Regions from separate parts of the Gossypium hirsutum genome. Here region 2 is linked to region 1. The links are chromatin contacts, called in public Hi-C maps. All regions are on one chromosome and are shown on one strand. The core of a region is the stretch at or near the end of the contact, and the rest is flanking DNA. Distances in the headings are between cores, read along the strand shown.

Region 1 (7,296 bases), core at 2,789-5,288:
AAATTGCACCTTTCGGTTAATATTTTAATCCAAATTGTATGAATAGCTTTATTTTATCTTTTTGAGCAATTTTAGCATGAGATTGATTATGATACTATTAATTGGGTAAATACTTTAAATTGAAAATTTTAAATAACATCAAGTTTTTATATTTAACTAATAGATTCAATTTGTACAAAATTTTAGATAGAATGTCATATAAAATACCAATTAGAGCATAAATTTAACTGCGTGTGTCATTCATATCAATATAAGATTACAAGCTTACAATATCTATTTACAAAAGTTGATTATTTAATTTTTCCTAGATATAGATAATGAATTCTCTCCTAAATAAAATTTTCCAGCTTAGTATTACTTATAATAAGCATTTTGAAAAAAATATTTTTGAAATTTTCAAAAGTGATTTCAAGATAAAATATGTTTTTAGTCAAAAACTCAGAAACATATTATTTAATAATATTTTTATTTCTAAAATATTTTTTTATCTAAAAAAATGATTACGAGAAGTAATATTAAATTGATGCTACTAAACGTTAACTAATATACAGTAGTTTAAGGGTAGGATTGGGTAGCGGCAACTAATGCCTATAGTTCGCATTTGTAGACCATCGATAAACATGAGTGGAGTAAGAAGAAACTTCCAAGAAAGAGAGATCCGCTGGTTTTTTTCTTTTTTGTTTCTTCTATATATAATTATAGTTAGTTGAATAGAAGGGGGTTATGGGGGCTGTCAAATTTTGACGCCTGAGGCTAAGACTAGGGAAGGGGCCAAAACAGGGTTGCTGCGTTCAGTCTCCTTCACCCTTTCACACAGGCAACGTCATTGCTTTCCTTTTAATTGAGTTTTAGCTTCTTGGATGCAGTGAACATTCAAATAAACAAAATGAAATAAGGTGCTCATCTTGCTTTGCCTGCCCATAACATAATGATAATAATACATATTAGAGAAACACATTACTTTTTTTTCTTTTCCCATTTGTCATCATCATCATCCTGGAGCTGAGGTGACATGATTAATGAGAATGACATCTTCCGTGCAGAGGGTTGGCGGCCTTTCATTTTCTACCAATAACTAATATAAGGATTTGCATTTACATTTCAACACCACAAAACGTGAACTAGAAGTATCAATCACACTAACTATCGAAAGTGAAAGCCAACGTGTAAGTTATCCAAAAAAAAAAAAAAGTAATGTATAACGATGACGGTATTTTATAATTTTTAAAAAGGTTTAAACTTAATTTAACCTTTTTTTTTTTTTAACCTATATACGTTCCTATCTTAAATTGATAAATTCCGTTTCAATGGTTTCGAAGTGTCTGGATTCCCTACTGACTGATATAAAATTTTAATATTTTAAACTAAAATTTAAAAATATCGAAAAACTCAAAATTGTATGTCAAAATATGTCAGATATCAATACATATTATAAATAATTTGACATCGACTTAAATATTCGTATTGTATTGCTCTGATCCGATATATAATTTTAAATTTTCTTCAGAATAAGTATTTTAGATTCCTTACAAATAAATAACATAAAGTTGGTAAAATAAATAAATAAATATTCTTTTTGAAAAAGTTTTTTTATTAACATTTAAGATATAAATAGTTTTACATATTTCTAAGTTTTAGATTATAAATTATATTAAAATTTTTATGTGAAAATCACATATTTAGAACACATGTATATATTTAAAAATAACATATAATAAATAAAATATACAATTTAAAACTAATAATATAACAACACATACGCAATACGTATGAAATTAAAATGTAAAAAAATTCTTTAAATTGTGTGTTAAAAGAAATTTAAATAGGTAAATACAAAAAAAAATTAAGAATATTAAATGCACTCTAATTGTTTACCATGATATTTTCATTTTTTTATAACACGTCAAAATGTTATCATGTTGACGAAAGGAAAATCCGATATAAAAAATAATTATAAAAATTTAATATTAAGTTTACTTGTGATATTAACTCAATCAATGATATATTATCAATATACTAACACTATGGGTGAAAACTTTTCTGTAATAATATTAGAATATATAGAATAATAAAAATGAAACTGTAGTGGTGAAGTTGAGGTTTTATGCATGTTGATGGTATAGGTTTAAATATCATAATTTGTATTTTTTATTGGTTTTATTTAAAATGTAAAAAGATAAAAATACCCTCGTAAGGTTATAACTTATTTCAAATATGTAAGGACAATTTAGTAATTTTTCAACTAAGTTGGTGTTCAATTGACTCAATGACACTAACTCAGTCTAGGCTTAGATAATAGTATAGATAATATATAAATATAAAATAATATATTATATAATTTAAAAACAAATTTTGATGTGAGAAAGAAGTACACTTTTTTTAGTTAAGGGGTGTAGGGGCATAGCCAGAAGTTTTGATAAAGGGGAGATATTTATATAATATAGACATGTTGAAAGTAGGATCAACTTATATTTTTTTAAATTAAGGATAATCTTGATCACCAAATTTAACATTATACAGTCCGAGCCTACTTTAAATAATGTATTTTTTAAATTTAGGATAAGTTTGATCATCAAAATTAACATTTAAAAAAAATGTTAAATACTCAATTTGTATTAAATATTGTAATTATTTAAAGATTAATTATTTTTCCAAATTAATATTTAAGATACTATTTTGTATATTAGTTTACAAAATTAAACTAAAAATGTTACTAAATTTGTCATAAAAATTATAAATTCTATAAAAGACATCAAATTAAAAGAAGTTTTGGAAAACTTTAAGACCAAATACAAATTTATCCTATTTTTAAACATTAATTATAATATCAAAATAAAAATTTTAAAATTTAAAAGAACTGAATTGAAATTTCATAAAATTTAGAGGCCCTTACCAACCCTCCTAATTTCACCCATAAGGGGTGAGGTATGGAGTTGTCTTGATTTGAATAGTTAAACAAAAAGAGCTAATGTAATGTAATTTTGACCACTGAACTTTCATAAATAAGTTCACTTTGATATTATATTTTTTGTCCACTTTGATGTTTTAATGTATAAACTTGAAAAATATAAAAATTTTAATTATGTGGCATAATCTTAAAATGTTAAATCGTTAAGTTTTAATGTAATCCAAATTTAAAGACCAAAATACGTTTACATACCAAAATTAAAAAAAATGTAAATATTGAAATAGATTTAATTCTCAAGTTGAAGGGAAACAAATTATATTAACTCAAAAATAGTAGGTTTAATTTAATAGATTAGGGTTGAGAGTGGAGATGTCCATGAGCTGAGTCGCGTCCAACTAAGATTTTAGGCCCAATAGCCCGGGCTAAAAAATGAGTTGATATTTTTATCCAAGCCTAGCCCATATTATATATGCTAAACCTTGGTTTGACTCAGCTTATTTTTTACCCTAATTTCATCATCCACTCTAATTGACCTTTGTTTCTTCTTTTTTTTTTTTTTGAAAATTAACAAGTCTAGAGTATCAAAAGAGAGAATCCAAATAAATTTTCCCTTGACTGAATTGAATCCAAATGGAATCAAAATGAATAAAAAGCAAAGCAACAAAAAAATCCCAACCTTTCAAAAGTAGTAAAAAGAGAACAAAATTGAGTTCAAATAAGGAAACGTAGATTTAAAGGGAAAGGAAGGATTGTGAAAAGGAAATTGAAGAGAACAATGGGTGAAAGAACAAAGATCTTCGCGTTCAATATTTTCTGCAAAAATAAAGAAATTAAAATCAACGAAAAGCAGCAAAATGAAGAGAAGCAGCAATGGTGGCAATGGCAAAGAAGTAAGAAGCAAGGAAAAATTTAGGGATTAGGGATTAAAGGGAAATAGGGAATGGAAAGGGAAAAGGGAATCCTTACCCAAGATCAGTCCGTTTTCAAAAACCAAATCTTATTTTTTTAAGCTTATATTCTTGTTTAAACCCTCTCATATTTTGGACATGCTTTTGAGTTGAATCAGGTGATACAATTCATGGACAAATCTAGTTGAGACAGGGTTTGGGAGAAGGAGGGCGTAGGCCTTGAAGTTTTCAAGGCCGAAATAATGGATGGTAAAGCCTATCTGCTGTGCGGGCTGTAGCCTCAGACCGTTAAGCCTATGGTGTTTAATTGTGTGATTGTTAATCTTGGTTACATTATTAGGAAAATAATTTATTGGTAGATGGACGAGAATTTTTTTGTCCGCATTTGTTTCATTTTTCATATTAATGTTGAACTATCACTATAAGCTTTATAGTTCATAACTGTCGATTATATTCATATTTACTTCACTAATTTCATTCATTCATTATTTTTAATTTAATATTAAAAATAATTATAATTGATTTATTATACTCGCATTTGCAAGTAAATATTTGCATGATTAGAAAGCAGCTAAGAGATTGTTGGACCGAGTTAATGATAGCTCTCCTCCCATCTCTCGATTATTATACATTGGTCATCACTCACCACTGGTTATGTTAAATGTAACGTAGATGCCGGAGTGATAGCATTGCGGATGTAACTTCCTTTGCTGCTTTAGTTCGCAATGAGACCGGCTTATTTTTAAGTGGCTATTCAAAGTGAATATCGGGCCAACAAAACCGAAACGTGTTTGAAGCAATCGCTTTATGGGAGGCTTTTGTCATGGCTAAAAGCTTTGAGGATGGAGAAAGTGGGTCTGGAGTCGGATTGTTAGGAAGCTATTAATTTTTTAATTTCGAAGAAATCCATTAAATTTGAGTATGGGTTACTCTTACATGATTATCTTATGTTAAAATCTCAATTTCAACATCTACCCTCTCACTAAAATAGATGGGATGCCAATAAAGTGACTCGCCATTTGATTAGAGTGGCTTTATTACATGCAAACCATCGTTACCTCTTCTTTTGTTACATCTGTTGTATCTTTTGATGCTTCTTCTTGTACTATTAGCGAAGTAGAGGGGTTAGGACTGGATGTATCACATAACTCTATTAACTTAGGCTTAGATTGTCGCTTTCTTTGTTCGTTCTGGTCTATTTACCTTTTGATAGATTAGTGAATTGGTTATATATATATATAAGACTTTAGATGTTTGGAAGATCCTTATATCAGTATTAGTTATATATTTTTTTTCCTGCTTAAAAACTTCAGATTTCTAGAAGTTGGGTATTTTGTTTTTCAATATTCCACTAGTATTAATTATAAAGAAAGAGTGATAACAGAAGAGGTTGGAGCTTATTGGTCGACATAAGACTCAATCCTGGGGACAAGCCTCATACAAAGATTTTCTAGCTATCTAATCATAAGTTTTCGTCACGAGGGGTAAAGCAAAAGGACACATTAAAATTGTTAGGAAGAGATGAGTGACTATCGTCAACAATTGCTAAGGTGTCTTAAGGAATATGAATCTTCCTTGAGAGAGCATCGATCAATAAAGATGTCTTGCCATGGCGAAGTTAAATAAGGGAGGAGCCAAGCTTGATACCTAAGGCGGCAACCGCTAATGCAGAGGATAAGTGCATTTGGGCGTTGGCTCCAGTCAGTAGATTTCCTTGACTGTCACGGGCTAGGGCTATGCTTTGGAGGTTGAGACCTGGAATGCCATATCACAGTTGATCTTGATGGCATTCTGGGACCAAGGAGTCGAAGCTTGAGGTCTCTAAGATGCGGTGGGTGATTCAAGAAGTTGGATCCATTAAAGCTATACCATTGAAGTTCAAAGCTCTCCAAGTAGGAAGGGCCAAGGGACAAGAAGAGAATGTGTTCCAAAGTTTCACATCCCGACTATGGTCGAGTAAGAAAAAAAAAAGGGAGACTCAAATTGAGGTTATTTGGGCAGATTATGGAATTTTATTTAATTTATAATTAATTTTGATTTTCATGATATAAAAAAATAGTTAAAATACTTAAAAGTTTTATATAAATATATATATATTAAGAATATCATAAAATTATATAAAAAAAATTAATACTTCATCAAATAATATTTAAAAAATCATAAAACAAATCTCATTTTATAAAAACCAAATTAAAAATCTAAAACTAAAAATTGATATGAAAAGGTTCGAAAATTGAATCTAATCAAATTATGATGGTGATTTGAAACATTAAAAAACAAATCCGACTAAATTCAACCGATATCACCTTTCGTCCCTGCCTAAAACAACTAGTAGAGAAGATTTGATATTGATGAAAAGGGTGTTGTTAGAGGGCATGACATTGTATTTGGTACAATGTTGAGATTTCAAACTTCCCCAATCAACTTTATTCCATGCAATTCGAAGGAGAGGCAGAAGTTGTATCATGGGAAGTGGCCATCGTTAGTAGGACTCATGCCAATAGGGATTTAAGTTGACAAATATTCTGTTTGAGTCAAGAAAAGCCTCGCCCAGGTGTTGTTGAAGTGAGTGACTACTGACTAGTAATGGCTGATTAAAGTGGAAGACCTCCTCCTCATTTTAGGCCCAGGAGGAAAACTGAATGCTGCACTCCATTTAATAAAGAGTTGCCAAGTGAACAGCGAAAATCTTTTACATATTTGGGTTCAAATCTAAAATATCACTTCTAAAAAAAAATTAAATAAATCAGTTAAAATTTAAATATTTTTAATGTTACTCATTTTATATTAAGAATTTATTAACACTCAAATTATAACTACTTTTTGAATTTAAATTTTTAAAATGACTAATTTTTTATAAATAAAAGTACAGAATTAAATTCTAAATTTATGGAAAATAGAGTATATTTTAACTTTTATTTAACTGCCTTCTAAAGAGGCGATCAAGTTTGTACAAGTACATTGTACATGCATCCATGGCGGTGTAATTGGAAATAAAAAAGACTCCCGTCTATAATTTAGAATTGCTAATATTTTCCAATAATTATAAAATCTGGACAATTTCCAAGTTTGACGAAGGTGTCTTGTATGGTTAATTCCAGCTAAAGGAGTCAATTACATGCATATGGTCCTTGTTGTTTGCCAATCGGATCCAAGACCATGCCAGAAATGGTTGCTTTCTATTTTAATAGTAATAAATACAGTAATTATTCGATAATCTGTTTCAAATAAAAATTAATAACTTCACAGAATAGACATTTTTCCAGGGTTCATCCTCATAAAACAGATGTTGGAACAATAAAAAAAAGCCAAACAGAAACAGTTAACTATAATCTCAAAATCAAATCAACTCATAAGATGCTAAAAAAAAGGCACAAAAAATAAGCAGAAAACAGTAAAAATCCTTCAAAAAATTAAAGAAAACCCTCCAAAACAAGATGACTGACAAAGATCTCTACATAGGAAACGAAATGAAAACAA
Region 2 (7,072 bases), core at 561-3,060, 56 kb after region 1:
GTATGAGCATGAAAGAACTTAGTATTACGATCTCCAAGAAGAAGCCAATCACAGCGGACTTTCTATCTCCAAAGGAATTCTTCATGACAAAGAACATTCTCCAACATCTGTCGAATTTTTAACACCACCTAAGCAAGACGATTAGAGCCTAAAAAATCCATAATCTTTTGAATTCAGGTGAGCTCCTTAACTAGAAGCTTCTTATGAGAAGAAATGTGGCCATAAACCGATTTATTCTAATTATTAAGATCCTGAAAAAATGTACTTAAAGTAACTGACATATTACCAGAGAAACCCCAATTATCATCCACAAATTTTCCAAATTCCGGATGTTCAACCCAACCTGCCAAAAATCGAAAAGGCCTTTCTCTGGGAAGAATAAACTCCGGGTTTAAAGAAAGGAGAAGAGGCCTATTCGACTTAATTTTCAGAAGATGAGTGATCAAACTATTAGAAAACTTTTGGACCCAAGCAACATTCCCCAAAGCCCGATCAAGCCTCTAAAAAAGCGAGCCCCTATGCCAAGTAAATGGGGAACCTCTGTACCCTAAATCATGAAGCTCTGACTTGTCTATGAAATCACCAAAGAAAGGGAAATGCTTACCTTTAGAAAAACCACTTGACTTCTCAGAGAATGAAAGAATACTGTTGAAATCCCCAATTGCAACCTAAGGGTGATTACCCATAGAAATCAAACGTTTTAAAATGCCCCATAGGTCCTTACGTTTTTGCCTATTTGGACTCCCATAAACAAAAGAAATGAAAACTGAACTTGACGAAGACGTAGTCCCAACCTGAGCTAGGATAAACTGAGAGTGATTAAAAATAATCTCAAGGCGGACAAAGTTCTTCCAACCAATCCAAATACCCCTGAGAAACCAATCGCTTCAACGCGATGAGAATAAGGAAAACCCAGCTTAACAATAATATTATCCGCTTTAGAACCACTGACTCTTGTCTCAAGCAAACTGATAATATCAAGACTATATTCCCGATTATATTCTCAAAAAACACGAGGAAACTTATTGTTGACACATTCCTGACAATTCCAAGAAAATATAGTAAAATTCATAGGAAAATAAAAGTTAGAAAACATACCATTTACTGTTGAGAGACAGTATCCCCATCCATGATCAAGGTCGTGCCTTCCGAATCAAAAGTAAGATTCGGATTTGAAATTAATTTGGCTATTTCCTCCGTGGACTCAGCTAAAGACACTCTGGAATTCCCGGAAGCTTTAAAACAACTTCCCCGGCCACGCAACTCATTGGAAGCTTTTCAACTATTACGCCCATTCAAGTCTGTACCTCCATATCTCTCTCTAGAAAAAGGAATTCCATCACCTGTCCTTCCCCGAGATAGATTAACTAAACTATTATTTCCTTTCTTGTGAGAAGCGTCATTAAAGCTAATTGCAGAGTGCTTCCCGGGATCCAATACACCATCAGAAATGGAAACAGGGGTCCCCCAATAACCTTCGAAGGCAGGGTTAAAGTGTGCTTTAATGTTGTCGATCGGTCTAATAATTAAACCCTTTGAGCCTCTTTGAGAAAATCCCAGCTAACAACATTCTTTGAAGTCACGTCTTTTCAAGAAGAATTTTGATTTGAAGTTCATGTAATATCAAAATTCAAATTAGAATTAAAAGCAAAATTATCCAAGTTGATAATTTCATTCGGTTTATGCGCAGCGCATTGCCAGGCCTCTTCTCCAAATTTTTCCCATTAATTCTAGCATAATGTTGGCCCAAAGAGCCTTCCTTAGCCACCTTCAAAGAAGCCCAATAACCAGACGGCCCAAATCTATCTTTTTTGAACCACCCGCATCAGCCTCTTTGGATGACCCATTAGTCAAAATGGGTTTGTTACTTGGACCAGCACAAGAGTCTAAAACCCCCCAAATGAATATTCCCAACCCTAGCATTTAATCCACCAGCTCATGCAGCATTAAAATCATTATTTTCCACCGACAAAAGATTCTCAACAGCCATATCACGATTATTGCTATTTTCGCTTTTATCACCCCTTCCATTAACGCCGAGAACCTAGAAGCCAACGGTTCCTTTTGAGAAATTGCTCCGTTATTCACTCCTTTGTTTACGCCTGCGTTCCTCAGACCTTGCCACGATCTTCTCTCTACCAGCATCCAAGGACCGAAATCTGGCTTTGCTTCTCCAGCAGCTTCACCAACGGCCTCGACTAAGCCATCTTTCACCATTTCCGACAGGTGAATAGAGGTCCGATTCGCAATCACCTCCAGGCATAGATCCTTGACATGCCCATATTTCTTGCAACTAAAACAAACAGTGGGAAGAGCCTCATACTCCACCCTCTGAACGGCACCATCAACTAAAGCCTGAGAAATTAGAGGCTTCTTGAGGTCTAAATAAACAACAAGACGATCAAAACGGCCTCTAGATCTATTATCCGTCTGGAAATCCAATTTGGCTACCTTTCCAATAAGTTCCCTAATAGCCTCCACAATTTGCCGACTAAACAAAAACCCCGGAAGACCCGGCAGCTGAATCCAAGCCAAAACCACATTGGGATACGGTTGCATGTGGTCTAAGGTTGGACGATGAGATATTGCCCAAAGATGATCCAAGGTCCCTGTGATAAAACATGATCATAGTCAGCCCTATTCAAAAAACAAACCAGGTAATAACCATTTTCAATATCCATGAGATTAAACGAAGAACTAAGTTTCCACAAGCTGATGATACGATTATGTAAAGTATTATAACCAATACTTCGCCCTAAGAGTTTGATAATCACTGTTAGTTCCATTTCTTTAAACAGAATTTCTTAAACACGAAAAACTAATGGCTGGGATCCCATTAACGATAGAAGTTTGCATGTCGTCTGCAAGTAAGTCAAGATCTCCATCACTCGCACTGTCTCCTCCAACGGTAGAACCATTGTGATCCAACATATTATTATTCGGGACTCTACCCAAAAACTTATCTTTCCACGAAGGCTCTGAAATCAGGTTAGGGTCAACGACCATGTCTTCTAAAATTTCACTAGCCCGGGTCTTAAACCTCACTTTCTTAGGGGTTTGATCCTTAACAGAATGAGGATCCCCATCATCTCTGTTAACTATCGCCAGCAAAGAAGGAGAGAGATCCTTAGTCATTTTTTCCACTTTATTATTGTAACTTTTTGAAAATCAACCAAACTTGGGAATAAAGGGATGAACTTCATATATATTGTTTTGAGAGCATTACGCCTTCTCTTTTTACTATTTGGAAATGCAAATTGCATTTAGTCAGCAATAATTCTACTAATGCATCAATCAAGAAGACAATAATTGCATTGAAAAATTAGATGAAATCCTAGATCCAAATTTGATGAGATATTCTTTTGGGGAGTTCTTGAAATTTGTGAAGTTCTTTTGTCTCCCAGAATCGTTGGGACTTTGATCACCCACCAAATACCCAACGGAAAAACGATCATAACTTTTTCCTTTTTAATTATATCAAAATTTTCATTTCTGATTGGAACCTTCTTTTCTTTTTCCAACAATTAAAATGTTGCTTATTCCACTCATTTACAAGTGGACTCACCATTATCAGCCATTCATACCCGACTCTTTAATATTAAACTTTTAATCCCACTTACATTTTCGCTTTCCATTTTTTTTTAAAATTTGTTGAATATTTTATTAATTTTTATAAAATTTATTATTATATAAAAAAATTGGATTAAGTACTGCAAATTCTTCATTTACCTAACATTATTTAATTAAATATAAAGGTCAGTTAAAAGTTAATGAGATTGGCAGATGGTCTCATATATTGATCTCACAAAAGTTAAGTACAACATGGACATATATAAACAAGTTATTATTATAATATCCCATAACATTAATTTTGTATTAGAAATAAATATGAAAAATTTATGGTCAATCACACTATGATATTAGTTCAGTGGTCCAATTGCGGAACAGACTTTTTTTTTCTTTTTTTCTTTTTCTAAATATATATTGATAGGGCCACCAATAATTCAAGAATTTCATTTTAGAAAAAGAGAAATAATTCAAAGAATTTCGCTAGCACATGTAGAATTGCCGACACGACATCGTTCCAAAAGCACCAATAATTCCGTAACGACAAACCTTCAATCACATGCTCCTTCCAAATGAAGAACAACAATAATATTATTAACGGTTGATTTCCAACGCTAATTAACGCCTAACGGTCAGTGGACCCCACTCCACACTACTCATGTAATGTCATCTATGTAACTAAATCCAAAACTAGTGGATCCATATTCAATAATTTTCTTCAAACATTTTTCATCTACTTACATTTTATTTTCTTATTAAAAATTAGTTAGGGGTTGAAATTAAATTATAATTTTTATGATAATTTTATTATTTTAATAGTCTATATTTTTATAATTTTTAAAAAATTAAATTAAATTTTTATTATTTTTAAAAAGGTTAAAATATAATTTTATCTTTATTAATTTAAATTTTTTGACTAACGTGAAATTACTTATATTTTCAGCATAAAGAATAGTACTTCTAGTCCAAAAAAACTAACAATTTATAGCTATAAATAACAAATAAAGTTTTTTATGGATGCGATTTTTAGGGGTGATCTCAATGCAATTTTCACATTTTCTTTGATTAAGAGCAATATTTTGAAGTCCTATATAATGTTAAAATTAAAAATCTTCTCAAGCAAATGTTGAAATTGATAACATCAAGGTTTTATATTATAATATCCAACAGCTTGCACTCAAACAATTATTATGATTTTGGCTCTCAATTATAATTTAGTATTTAAATAAAACTTTTGAAAATTTCCTCAAATGATTGGGTTTTTTTGGAACATATTATACCAGTTGCTACGATATGAAATTAACAAGTATATCAATTCATTATTAAACAATAGTGTCATGTTAAACGTATGATTTTATATTTTTTTTTTACATTTAAATAGTAAAGTCTTCAAATATAAATAGTTTTTTAATTGATAAGTATTGTTAATTAATTTTTAAATCTAATCTAAAAAAATCAATAATGCGAATGAGGCTTTTGCTCAATTGATAAAAGCAGAAGTCCTAAGTTTTGAGTATTTAGATTCGAGATCTACCGTACATAATTATATGCATAAGTTTTTGAGTCTTCTCATGTATATATGGAGTTTTAAATCAATTACTTTTAGCTTATTGATAGTTACTCTGAACTTAAGATTGTCCATGTATAAACTTACACAATGCAATGACACTTTATCATACAATTCTATTATTATATGAATGTGGGCATTAATCTGAACATTGAAGTTAAACTTAGGTATTTCTATGGGACAAAGAAAAACATAAGTATCAATTTGAAAAAAAAACTCAATTGGGATAAAAAACACTTAGATACCAAATTGAACATTCAAGTCAAATACAGGATCAAATAGTGTATTAAACGTAAGTTTTCACATGTGCGTTTACCTATATGTACTTGCCATAGATGCATGGAGATCTGAACACCACCGCCTTCAGTCTTTCAACATCAAATGCAAATAAAACTGTCGGCAGAACTAGCTAACTATATATATCACCTGCATTTTTGCTAGCTAATATTCCTTCACTTTTATTGCAAATTACACAATGCTGAGCCGCTGTGGTTTCACTGAGTTTGTTACATTGTGTTGCCTGTTGTTGTTGGAGTGTTTAAAGGTTGCTGGTAATGTCCCCTCCGCACAGGAAGTTTCTGACCTACATTGGCATCGTGCCGTCGCCACTTGGTACGGCAGTCCTGAAGGCGATGGTAGCGACGGTAAGTGCCCCAACAGTTTCTTCTCTATTGCCTAAAATGTCCAACGGTTTTAAAGTGTTAATTTGAGATCTGTAAGAGGGTTTCTGTGGTGCTGAATTATGTGTGGTATTTTTTATATTGCGGCAGGGGGGGCATGTGGGTACGGATCGTTAGTAGACGTGAAGCCGTTTAGGGCCAGAGTGGGAGCGGTGAGCTCAATGCTGTTCAAGAAAGGGGAAGGGTGTGGAGCTTGCTACAAAGTTAGGTGTCTAGACAAGAGCATATGCTCAAGGAGGGCGGTGACCATCATTATAACTGACGAGAGCCCTGGAAATTACGGCGCTAATATTGGGCGCCCCCACTTCGACCTAAGTGGTGCGGCCTTTGGCCATATGGCTGTACACGGCCGGAATACAGAGCTCAGGAACCGAGGCGAACTCCCTGTCATGTACAGAAGGTATGTGTTTGTTTATGTCCTTGTTGATAGCCGATGCTGAGTTCCGATAAAAAAAATTATATATTTTACTCTTTTTGTCACAATGTTTTTACGAGTCTTCAACGTCTAGTTTGGAAATTCTAAAGTGAATAATTAATTGTAGGACCCCATGTAAATATCGCGGGAAGAATATTGCATTCCATGTTAATAGTGGCTCAAATGATAATTGGCTATCTCTTCTGGTGGAATATGAGGATGGAGATGGAGATATCGGATCAATGCATATAAGAGAAGTAAGTGATATTCTCTTTTTCCATGAATATTTTGATTATATAAAATCTAAGTGGAATTGGTCACTTCCATGTAAAGGCAAAAGCAGAAGGGCGTATGATTTTGGCTAATGGAGCCAACGTGCAAAGTGCTGAAAAGCACTTGAATTGGTTCTTCTTCTTCAATTGAGACTACTTAACCGAATTTCTTGAATGTTAGAGTGTGTGCATGTGATATATGGGCCAGACCACACTCAAAAGTCGCATCTTCTAAAGGAATGATTTGAATGTCATGACATTACATTAGCATGTGCATGCTTCATTTTTTAAGTATTTTTCTGTACATATATTCATATTTATATAAAAGTATTATCTTCTAACGTATCATAAATGGCCAGTAATAGATATATTGACAAATGGCAGGCAAATTCTAATGACTGGATAGAGATGAATCATCTATGGGGAGCAAATTGGTGCGTAAATAGGGGGCCCTTGAAAGGACCATTCTCAGTGAAACTAACAACATTATCAACTGGAAGAACATTGTCTGCAAGGGATGTGATCCCAACGAATTGGTCGCCAAAAGCCACTTACACCTCTCGCCTGAACT

Evidence for each region. A called contact is a pair of places that touch in the nucleus more often than the background predicts.
Region 2: a contact with region 1 is called in a Hi-C map of leaf, with 1.8 times the contacts expected there. The contact joins two enhancer-like sites. A contact is called at or near these places in 3 of 34 Hi-C or Micro-C datasets (all in leaf).

What each region holds. Positions count from the first base shown.
Region 1 is chrA03:105,824,428-105,831,723 of Gossypium_hirsutum_v2.1, forward strand. No RefSeq gene overlaps it. Among protein-coding and RNA genes, the nearest start is that of LOC107886770, 6.3 kb to the left of the region's middle. Within about 2 kb of position 4,039, at least 5 of the 9 cell types and tissues checked have an H3K27ac peak or open chromatin away from gene starts, as enhancers often do. A contact at or near this core is called in leaf, where this site is marked.
Region 2 is chrA03:105,882,776-105,889,847 of Gossypium_hirsutum_v2.1, forward strand. LOC107886767 (expansin-B3) reads left to right here and starts at 5,458. Exons shown (of 4, transcript XM_041100811.1): 1 at 5,458-5,778; 2 at 5,905-6,214; 3 at 6,357-6,486; 4 at 6,886-7,072. The coding sequence starts at 5,610. Within about 2 kb of position 1,811, at least 8 of the 9 cell types and tissues checked have an H3K27ac peak or open chromatin away from gene starts, as enhancers often do. A contact at or near this core is called in leaf, where this site is marked.